Regions from separate parts of the Ovis aries genome. Here region 1 is linked to region 2. A link is a contact called in public Hi-C data. All regions are on one chromosome and are shown on one strand. The core of a region is the stretch at or near the end of the contact, and the rest is flanking DNA. Distances in the headings are between cores, read along the strand shown.

Evidence for each region. Hi-C and Micro-C count contacts between places; a contact is called where the count stands out from the background.
Region 1: a contact with region 2 is called in a Hi-C map of liver, with 5 times the contacts expected there. The contact joins the promoter of MAPKAPK5 here to the promoter of TMEM116 in region 2. A contact is called at or near these places in 3 of 16 Hi-C or Micro-C datasets (blood, hypothalamus and liver).

The regions. Positions count from the first base shown.
Region 1 is chr17:62,431,108-62,436,297 of ARS-UI_Ramb_v3.0, forward strand. It overlaps MAPKAPK5 (MAPK activated protein kinase 5), which reads right to left and starts at 1,937. Exons shown (of 13, transcript XM_042234068.2): 1 at 1,405-1,937. The coding sequence starts at 1,440. It overlaps LOC105602913 (a long non-coding RNA gene), which reads left to right and starts at 2,230. Exons shown (of 11, transcript XR_009597052.1): 1 at 2,230-2,432; 2 at 2,539-2,627.
Region 2 is chr17:62,282,611-62,287,169 of ARS-UI_Ramb_v3.0, forward strand. TMEM116 (transmembrane protein 116) reads left to right here and starts at 3,064. Exons shown (of 11, transcript XM_027956606.3): 1 at 3,064-4,559. ERP29 (endoplasmic reticulum protein 29) reads right to left here and starts at 2,825. Exons shown (of 3, transcript NM_001126354.1): 1 at 2,688-2,825. The coding sequence starts at 2,825.

The DNA.
Region 1 (5,190 bases), core at 687-3,186, 150 kb after region 2:
ATGGGATTTCCCAGGCAAGAATACTGCAGCGGCTTGCCATTTCCTCCTCCAGATCTTCCCAACCCACGGATCGAACTGTGTCTTTTAAGCATAATCATCTGACAATGTTTATTAACTAACTCCACTATCTAGACAGAAGATCTACAAAAGAGGGACATCTAGTGCCCAAGACAGCACCTTGCACAAAGCAAATAATACTAGCTGAATTTAAAACCCTGCCAAATGCCTTTTGATTCACAACCCAATCGTATAACTTTAGGCAATTCATGATGCTGTACCAATGAAATCCAAACCGAAAGAAAAAATATATATATCCATCAAAGCAGTCTTTTGGATCTTTTAATTCTATCATTTAAAATCTGATCTTTCTTAATGTGTATGTTGTCTTGATGCCTCCTTTTAAAAGGTGAATTTTCTTTGAAATGACCGATGACTTCTATAAATTTTTAACCCCCAAAATTGTTAAAGTGGAAGTTCTTAATTAGTTATTGGTAGTAGTGATTGTGTCTTGATGGGGAAAATAACCCTGAGTTGCCTATCCCTCAAGGGAAAATGAAATTCCTAAATGCACAGATTTGACTTAGTACTGTAAAATAAGTAATACATATCAAACTTTAAGCTTCAGTGTTCAGTTTACATAAGAAACTTAATTTCCTCAATACAGCTGAATGGTAACTTTCTGACTCCTAGTGACTTACTGCCTCAATGTTCGCCTGTTTAAAAAAAAAAGTAAAAAGCGGGTTTTTTTTTTTCAAAATGTGTCATTTTATTTGGGCCACTTTGGAACACACATATTTGCTTTTTTTTTTTTTTTTTTTTGGTTAACAGAGCAGTACGTTACAGGAAACCATTAGCTCCTCCTAAATAAACTCAACGCCCCCCAGGAGAAGAAGGAAAAGGAAACAGGAAAAGGGGAGGAACCACACGGAAAAGTGAAAACAACCTATTTGCCAAAGGGCAGGTTTTGTAAGGTGAAGCACCTGCTGAAACTGCAGATTTCAAACAAATCTGGAGCGAGGGGTAAGATCCAACTCGTTGCAGCAGATCACCTGAAAACAAATTCTGATGGTACTCGGAGAGTGATCGAATAGAGAGTAGCAGGGCGCCCTACGTGCTACTCGCACCAAGTATAGCCACGCCACCCACCCTCCATCCTAGGGAAGTACAAATCACATCCCCGCTTTAAGCAGGTTAAGTCGGAGGGAGCCGGACGTCCCTCCCCTGCCCATTCCACAAACCCTTTGCCCTCAGCGCTGTAAAACGCAGTCCACGGAACCCAGAAGTTGGAACCCACGGAACTGAAAGCCAGAGTTGCTGGAATCTCTAAGTTCTCTCCGCTTTCTGAGGCTGAAGCCGAGAGGAATGCCAAAGAGACAAAGCGGGGAGGCATCTCCCCCAACTTACCTTGATGGCTTTCTCCATATCGCTCTCCTCCGACATGCTCCGCGGGGCCCGCAAGGCCGGGAGCAGCGGAGGCTGCGCAGCTGCCCGATCCCACCGCAGCCGGGGGAACAAGGGGCTCAGCGCTCGGGGCCCTGGGTCTCGGGGAGACGGGCAGCAGCCGCCCCCAGGGACCTGAGGGGACGAGGGCCCCGGCGCCGGCTCGGCTTCGGCAGGCGGCTCTAGGCTGGCGGCGGCAGCAGCAGCGGCCCCCGGGAACAAGTCTTTGTGCTGGGCCCCGCGCGGCCGCCTCCCGGCCTCATCCCCGGCCGGGGAGGCAGGCTCCCGGGGCAGGGCGAGGCGGGGAAGGCCCCGATCAGGGGCGCTGTGTCGGGGCCTCGCGGGGCCGCCGCTTAGGCCCGGGTTCGCCAGGTCCTGATGAGGAGCCTGCGCCTCCGCCTCCGCCGCCGGCACCGCCGCGAAGCCGAGGCCGAGCCCGCTGCCGCTGCTGCTGCTCCCGCTGCCGCTTCAGCACCACACATCGCCGGGACACCAGCGCCGGGCAGCCCGGCCGGCCGCCCGCCTGCCGGCGCTGTGCCCCGCCTGAGCTCCGGGCCGCCCCTCCTGTCGCCCGACTTCGTGTCCCCACGGCTCCACACGCCCGTCGGCGCGGTCCGCTGGGGTTTCCGAGCCGCCCCCGAACCAAGCAGTCGACTTGCAGGCATCCGCCAAGGCCTCCCCAAGGTGGCGCCACACCCAGGACAGGCCCCGGGGCCCTCCGCAGCGCTGGCGCCGAGCTGATGACGTAAAGGGGTCGCGGCCGGCGGGGCGGGGCTACGGGCCCTCACCAGCTGACTCTAGTGCCTGCGGGTGGCACTACAAACTAGTTTGTCTCTGCGCCGCGGGCAGGGCTTCTGGCGCGGGCTCTACCCTACGGAAAGATCCGGAGATAAACAACTAGTGATAGAGGCGCGGAAACTGAGGCTCCGGGCGGGTCCGGCGGTAACAAGAGTTCTATATATAATAATAGCAACAATAGTTGTATATATACGGTGCGTTTACTTTACGTGCGGCTCTTTTCTTCCATTAGTTTCTCTCCTCTTTATAAATAGGCATTTGGCCCTTTGAGCTAAGTGTGTTCTTGTTCCCTGTTAACAGGTGAGTTAACTGAGGCAGTCGGAGAGCAAAACTCATTTGCGCACAGCTGCGGACAGCTGAGAAGTGGTCAAGTCGGAACTGGAACGCAGGTTTGTGCTCCTTACTCTACCAACACAGATGACTTTTTTTTTTTTTTTTTTTAATGCTTGGCTCGAGAAAACAAGTAATCAACGAAAGCCGGACGCTAAAGCCTTTGCCTGTCAGCATCCCATCTGCGGACCAAATGCTGAACTGGGTGCAGGCCCTCCCTCCCTGCAGCCCCTAGGCCCCGGCAGCGGGGAGCAGCCTACAGCTCAGGGGGTCGGCCTGGGGGCTCTGGAACCAACTGTGCCGCAGGGGCCCCCCAGATCTCTGACCCCAAGGCTCGTTCCGCTCCGCTCTTCCTCGTTGTGTCGGCATTTAGGCTGGGTATCTTTCCCTTTCGGAAAGTGGAGTAGCCAGCAAGTTCAGGCTCCCATAGCTCCGTGGGAGAGAGGAGGGCCTCACCAGATGCGGCTGCTCTTCTGCCAAACCTCTCCTGGGCAAGGGGACGGGCGGCTAGGGGTGGGGAAGAAGGGTGGAGAGGCCAGGCTATACCAACAGCCTATCAGAACCTTGCAGGAGCATTTGGTTAATCACCTCTTGATGGTTCTTCATTTGTTCACTTATTTACTGAGCACCACTTGTGTGCCAGGCCTACTCGACCCTGGGGAAAAAGTAGAAAAAAAGACACAGTACCAGCACATGGATCTTTTTTTTTTTTTTGAGAGAGAGCGAGAAGCAGAAAGTAAAGAAAGAAAAGCATAGTTTGTGGATACTAAGAAAGTAAACAGAATGCTGAGTAAGAGAATTTAACTGGGTGTGGGAACTTTTCAAATAGAGGATCAGAAGAGGTCTCCCAGGTGGCAACCCTGATGCTGAGACCTCTGATAAATGAGAAGGAACTGTCTACTGGAGATCCAGGTCGCTTTCTGGGCAGATGGAACAGCAGTTGTAAAAGTCTTAAAGTAGAAGCTAGGTAAATGTGGTCAAGCAGCAGCACAATCATTGTAGCTGGAGCAGGGAGAGTAGGAGAGAATGGTAAAGGATGAGGTTGGAAAGGTGAAGAGGGTTGTATCATCTACACCAGCGGTCCCCAACCTCTGGAATCTGATGCCTGATCTGAGATGGAGCTGATATAATATTAGAAACAAAGTGCACAGGAAATGTAATGTGCTTGAACCATCCCGAAACCATCCCCTCTCCCCTACCCTGGTCCGTAGAAAAAATTCTTTCCTAGAAAGTGGTTCCTGGTGCCAAAAAGGTTGGGGACCGCTGATATACACCTTTAGGGGTCATGGTGAGAACTTTGGATTTTATTCTAAGCCACTAGAAGGTTTTAAACTAAAGAGGGGTCTGATCAAATTTATGTTTTTAAAGATAAGACTCTGCTGTATGGAGAATTAAATATGGACAAGTGAGTGGAGACGTGGATAGTTATTAAGAGGCTGTTGGAATAGCCCAGATTATTATGATGCTTGAACTAAGACAGTGGCCATAAAGTAGATTGGTTTATGATGTTTTGGAGGTGGAGTTGAAAGGACTTCCTGAAGAACTCCATGAGGAAGATGAGAATAAGAAACAAGTCAAGAATAATTTTCAGGACTTCCCTAGTGGTCCAGTAGCTAAGACTCTGAACTCCCAATACCGTGGGTCCGAGTTCAGTCCCTGGCCAGAGAACTAGATCCCACATGTGGCAACTAAGACCCAGGGCAGCCAAATAAAAGCAATAAAAATAAATACTTTAAAAAAAGAATAACTTTTAGGAGACCACCTTATGCAACTTGCATAGATGGTGGTGCCATTTGGTGAATGAAAGACTTGATGAGAGTGAGAAATCCAGAGTTCTTTTTTATCTGGTTAATTTGAGGTTCTTGAGGAATGTACCAGAGAAGTAGACACATAATGGGATATATTTTGCGGTGCAGACATAGTTGTCCTCTTTGTTGGCCATACGCCTACAGGACATTCCCCACACCCCATAAAGTCGGTATGGCCATGTGTCTATGCTCTCCCCCAAAGGAAAGTGAGCAGAAGAAGACGTGCACGTATCCAGGCCTGGCCTGGAAAATCTGTCAACAGATGCTCTCACTTACTCTGCCAGCTGGAAGATGATGACCAGGTTCTGGAGAAGGCAAGACTTTTAAGATGGAGGATATCTGGGTGGAAGAGAACTCTGCCCTGTTGACCTCAGCATCCTCTCAGGATTGTTATATAAAAGAAGAAGAAGAAGAAAAAAAATCTCTTATGTTGAGCTTTCATGTATTTACAGCTTTTTGTTACAGCAGCTTTGCCTGTTCTCTCTAACACAAATAAGAAAGTGATTCTGCAGTGAACTGTGGGAGAAAATTTTGAAATGACTTGGATTAACATTATCTATGACAGTTAGGAAATAGAAGGTGCCTTGGTTTCTTTGGTTCTTTCAGTTAGAATTTCCATGCTACACAGTAGAGATGCAGAGAGGAGGCCCAAGCCTTATGCACTCTGAGTCTCACAGCTAAACTCAACATCTGTCATCTGCACACACTGTCCCTCTATCTAGAAGCTTACTCTCCTTACTGAGCACACAGAGGCCAATTCCTACACGCTCTTCAACCACATTCTAAATATTAATTCATCAGAAAGACTGGGCCT
Region 2 (4,559 bases), core at 1,814-4,313:
ACTGGAGTGGGTAGCCTTTCCCTTCTCCAGGGGATCTTCCCAACCCAGGGATCGAACCCAGGTCTCCCGCATTGCAGGTGGATTCTTGGCCAGCTGAGCCACAAGGGAAGTCCTTGTTTGAATGGCAAACATTTGGATGATTAATTTTTTCTTGTTCTTTTATTCAATCTGTACCTTTGAACTGCTTTAGAAATCTCTCTCCTTTCCTCATCCTTGAGGTATCTGTTCCACATTAACCTACACTTAGGCACCTTGTTTCTTCAATGTATTGATGAATTCATCATTCATTCATTGAACAAAAAGGTACTGACAGCCTATCATTGCCAGGCACTGCTCTAAGTGAATACAGAAGTAAAGGAAACAGACAGGATCTCTTACTTTTAGTGGTCGTAAAGGGCAAGAAACAAACAAAAAACAACACTGGAGATCATAGAAAGACCCCTGGATACAGTAACCCTAGGAAGCTCCCCTTTTGTTCTACAGTGATGGAAGAGAGTGAGATTTAGAAACAGACTGCAGAAAACATTTGTTCAGTCAACACATTATTACTGAGCATCTTCTAGGTAACAGGTCAACTGTTAGGTCGTGCAGATGATCAGTGAACAAGGAGACAAGGTAGTTCTTCACAAGTATATAATATTTTAGTGTGGGAGATGATACACTAGGCAAGAGAAAACAAAACAGTGATGAGAGTTCAGAGAAATCAAACAGAGCAATGTGACTGGCACTTCAGATTGCACGAGGGGGAAATCTGAGAAAGCTAAAGCGTTTATCACTCAGTCATGTGCAACTCTGAAACCCTGTGGACTGTAGCTTGCCAGGACCCTCTGTCCATGGGGATTCTCTAGGCAATACTGGAGTGGGTAGCCATTCCCTTCTCCAGGGGATCTCCCCGACCCAGGATGGAACCCAGGTTTCCTGCACTGCAGGCAGATTTTTTCCTGTGTGAGCCATCAGAAAAAACCCCTGGAATGGAGGGGGTGGAGGTAATTTGAAAAGATAACATTTAACCCAAGCCTGAATGAAGAGCAGCAACCAACCTTTCAAAGATTGAGCAAAGAATGTTCTAGTCACAAAGAACTGCAAGTACAAGGGCCTAAGGCAATAAGGAGCTAGGAATAGCCAGAGGACAGAGCACGGCAAGTGTGGTTGAAGCAGAGGGGGCAAAGAGGTGAATTGTTAAGGTTTGAGGAAAGGAGAGGGAAGCAGGGATCAGATCATGCAGGAATTCAGCTACTGTGTGAGTGGACTGAGAGGCTCCAGAGTGGAAATCTGCAGACTAGTGAGGAAACTACTTGAGATATAGCCTAGACTAGGGTGGTAGCTATAAAGATGGAAATACACTAATAGATGAGGAAATACTGCTACCATTAACAGTGCGAAGTTTCCCTCTAAGTCACATTTGGTCTGTGATGTTATCCCATATCCATGTTTGGGTGGTAGTGGGTTCCCTTTGCCAAGAAAGGCCCCCAAAGCAAAGGGTGCTGTGGGGGTGTGCCTGACAACCAACTGGTCATACCTACACTTTTGAATTTTTAAACTTTGCATTCAAAGAGCCACAGGTGCCAACTCCACAACAGGGAACCCTTTCAAAAATACTGAGTTCAACCAACTGAGACAGATTTAGAGCTCCACTTCTTGGTTTCACTTCCCAGCAATGGGTACAAGTTAAGAAAATAAAACGACTGGCTCTCTCTCAACACTCAGCTTGCCCATCACAATGGGCGAGATTAAAAAGGTGCCTGCTGCTGCTAAGTCGCTTCAGTCGTGTCCGACTCTGTGTGACCCCAGAGACGGCAGCCCACCAGGCTCCCCCGTCCCTGGGATTCTCCAGGCAAGAACACTGGAGTGGGTTGCCATTTCCTTCTCCAATGCATGAAAGTGAAAAGTGAAAGTGAAGTCACTCAGTTGTGTCCCACTCTTAGCGACCCCATGGACTGCAGCCTCCCAGGCTCCTCCGTCCATGGGATTTTCCAGGCAACAGTACTGGAGTGGGGTGCCATCGCCTTCTTCGAAAAAGGTGCCAGTGGGTGCAAAATTAGAGGACAGGGACTGCATTCAGCCTTCAACATTCCTAACGTCCATTTACCCAGGCCAAGACCCCAATTCTGTAAATATGGAGGCAGGGGTAGAGGCAAATCCTTCCATGTCTCGACCCGATTTTATCTGTCACCAGGCCCAAGACATTCACTACAGGGTGGACGAAACGAAACTTATTCTTAAAACCTGCACTTTTTAAGGAGACGCAGAATATCTATACAGTGGTTGCAATGGAAGCCAACGCGAGAGAGGCGCTGAAACGCAGGCTAACAAGCTGCGCTTGGAGCTTGGTGGCATCCGCCTCGCACCGCCCTCCGGTTCTCCAACTTGGGACTCAAGGATTGGATCTCGCCCGGCACCGCCCTCTTCCCTTAGGCGACTGGAAGGCTGCATCTCCGCAATACTTTAGCAAAAGAGGAAGCAAATGCAAATACTGCAAACGTGTTTGGGGACCCTAGATCGTATGCTCTATGGTCAGGATACGGTCTGGGCCCAGAGTCCATCAGTCCTACAGGACGGTGGGAAGTCCCCGGACCGTCGCCACAGACCACCTCCTGCCAGCTGTCAGTCCCCTGCGTCCCCTCAAGGGTGCGCGCTCCCTTGGGCGGTCTGGCTGCACCTGCGCGCTAGATTCCCGGCCCCTTTACCTTGTAGAAAGTGATTGTATCCAGGGGAAGGGCGCCCTTGGTGTGCAGGCCACTGCTGTCTTGCGGAGCGGAGAGGAGGAACAGGAGAAGTGGAAATAATGGGGAGAGAGAAGCGGCGCGGGGAATGGCGGCAGCCATAACGCCGGATTCTGGCAGTAGGTGCTGGGAAGGCTGCAGTGGAGGAAACGCCGAGCCAGGGACCACAAAGTTTAGGCGGGCAGGCTCGGGTGCGCGCACGTGTACAGCCCACCAGGCACACGCCAGCCTAGGCTGAGAGGGAGGAGCCACGCGAGGGGCGGGGAAATGGAGCTGCCGCGCGTGCGCACTCGGCGAAGTCCGCGCAGGTCGAGGGTGAGAGGGCGGGGCCGCGTAGGGGGGGAGGAGGACGGACGGCAGTGCCGGGGAGGCTGGGGGAGAGGATGAGGAAGCGGCGGCGGAGACGGAGAGTCTGCTGCGCACGCGTACTCTGCGAGGTTGGCCATCCACCTGGCCTTTTCCGCTCATCCTACGCCTGAGGCGCGGCCAGAAGCTGGTGTTTGGCGTGTCTGCAACTTTTCGTTTGCTGTCTCCTTTTTCGAAGGCGATGAGGCAGGCCTTCATTTGTTTCTGCCTCTAGCCCGTCAGGCAGTCGGCTGGGACCTCTTGCTACTTTGTTAGGCAGTATGACTGCAACAAACCCTCCGTCAGGTGGCCCAGAATTTTCCTCAGTCAGTCACAGTCCGCTCCCTCAGCCGCGACCGCAGTTGGACAGTGAGACTCAACTCTTCGTCAGTGTGGCGGTCAGGCCTTTCCTGCCGCTGCCCAAATCCGATATTAGGCCTGCTCTGTGGTTAGTGCCTCACCAGGGAGGCTCTGGGCTCCTATAAAAATAGGCTTCCTTGAAAGTTGACATGTGACATAGGTCTACCTATGTCCTAGGCGCTCTGAAAATTTTTTTGAAAGTTCTAGTAATTGTCTTCAACCGGTGTTTGTTCAGGGTAGTTTGCACCATATCCTGGTTTTGCCCGCGGGAATACAGAATGCAGAGCTGTGTACTGAACAGATTCACTGGTGGGAGATGGAGACACGGAAATAGCCTTATAACCATTATAATGTAATTGGTAGAAAATAAGACTGTTAATTTCGTGCAAACACAAATGGAGATTCAGTCAGCCAGGAGTGCCAAAGAAAGTTCTGGATGGGAAACCCTCTGGTGGCTGGGTCTTGAAAAAAGAGGTGTTTACAAGGCAAACACCAAAGAGTATTTCTAGCAAGAGGGAAAGTATAATGAATCTGTGGCGGTAAACGGGGATTGCGTTGTTAAGGGTCTTATCAAGATAAGAGGTTTGGAGCCACCAGAGCTTTTATCCAGGAGAGTGACTTAGATTTGCCGTCACTCAGCAATAAAGGGGGTGCATTGGAAGGCAGAAAGCTGAGGGCAGGGAAATTCATTGCAGTAGCTTGGTGGGAGAGACTAAGATCCTGTAATAGATCCTAACAGTAAAGATGAAAAGATGAGGATGGAATTGAGAAACTTTTATAGAGTAGAATTCACAAGACTTGATGAACAAATGGATGTGCTGATAAAAGAATAAGTTATATAACACATTATAAGGGGCTTAGCACCAGATTAACCATTGTGTTGTTGTATAGTCACTGAGTCACGTCCAACTCTTTTGCCACCCCAGAGACAGTAGCCCTCCAAGCTGCTCTGTCCGTGGGATTCTCCAGGCAAGAGTATAGGGGTGGGTAGCCATTTACTTCTCCAGGGGATCTTCTTAACCCAGGATCGAACCCCTCTGTGCTCCATCTCCTGCTTTGGCAGGTGGAGTCTTCTCATTGAGCCACCTGGGAAGCCTGGAGTAACCACTGCAGGTGTCCAATAAATGTGTG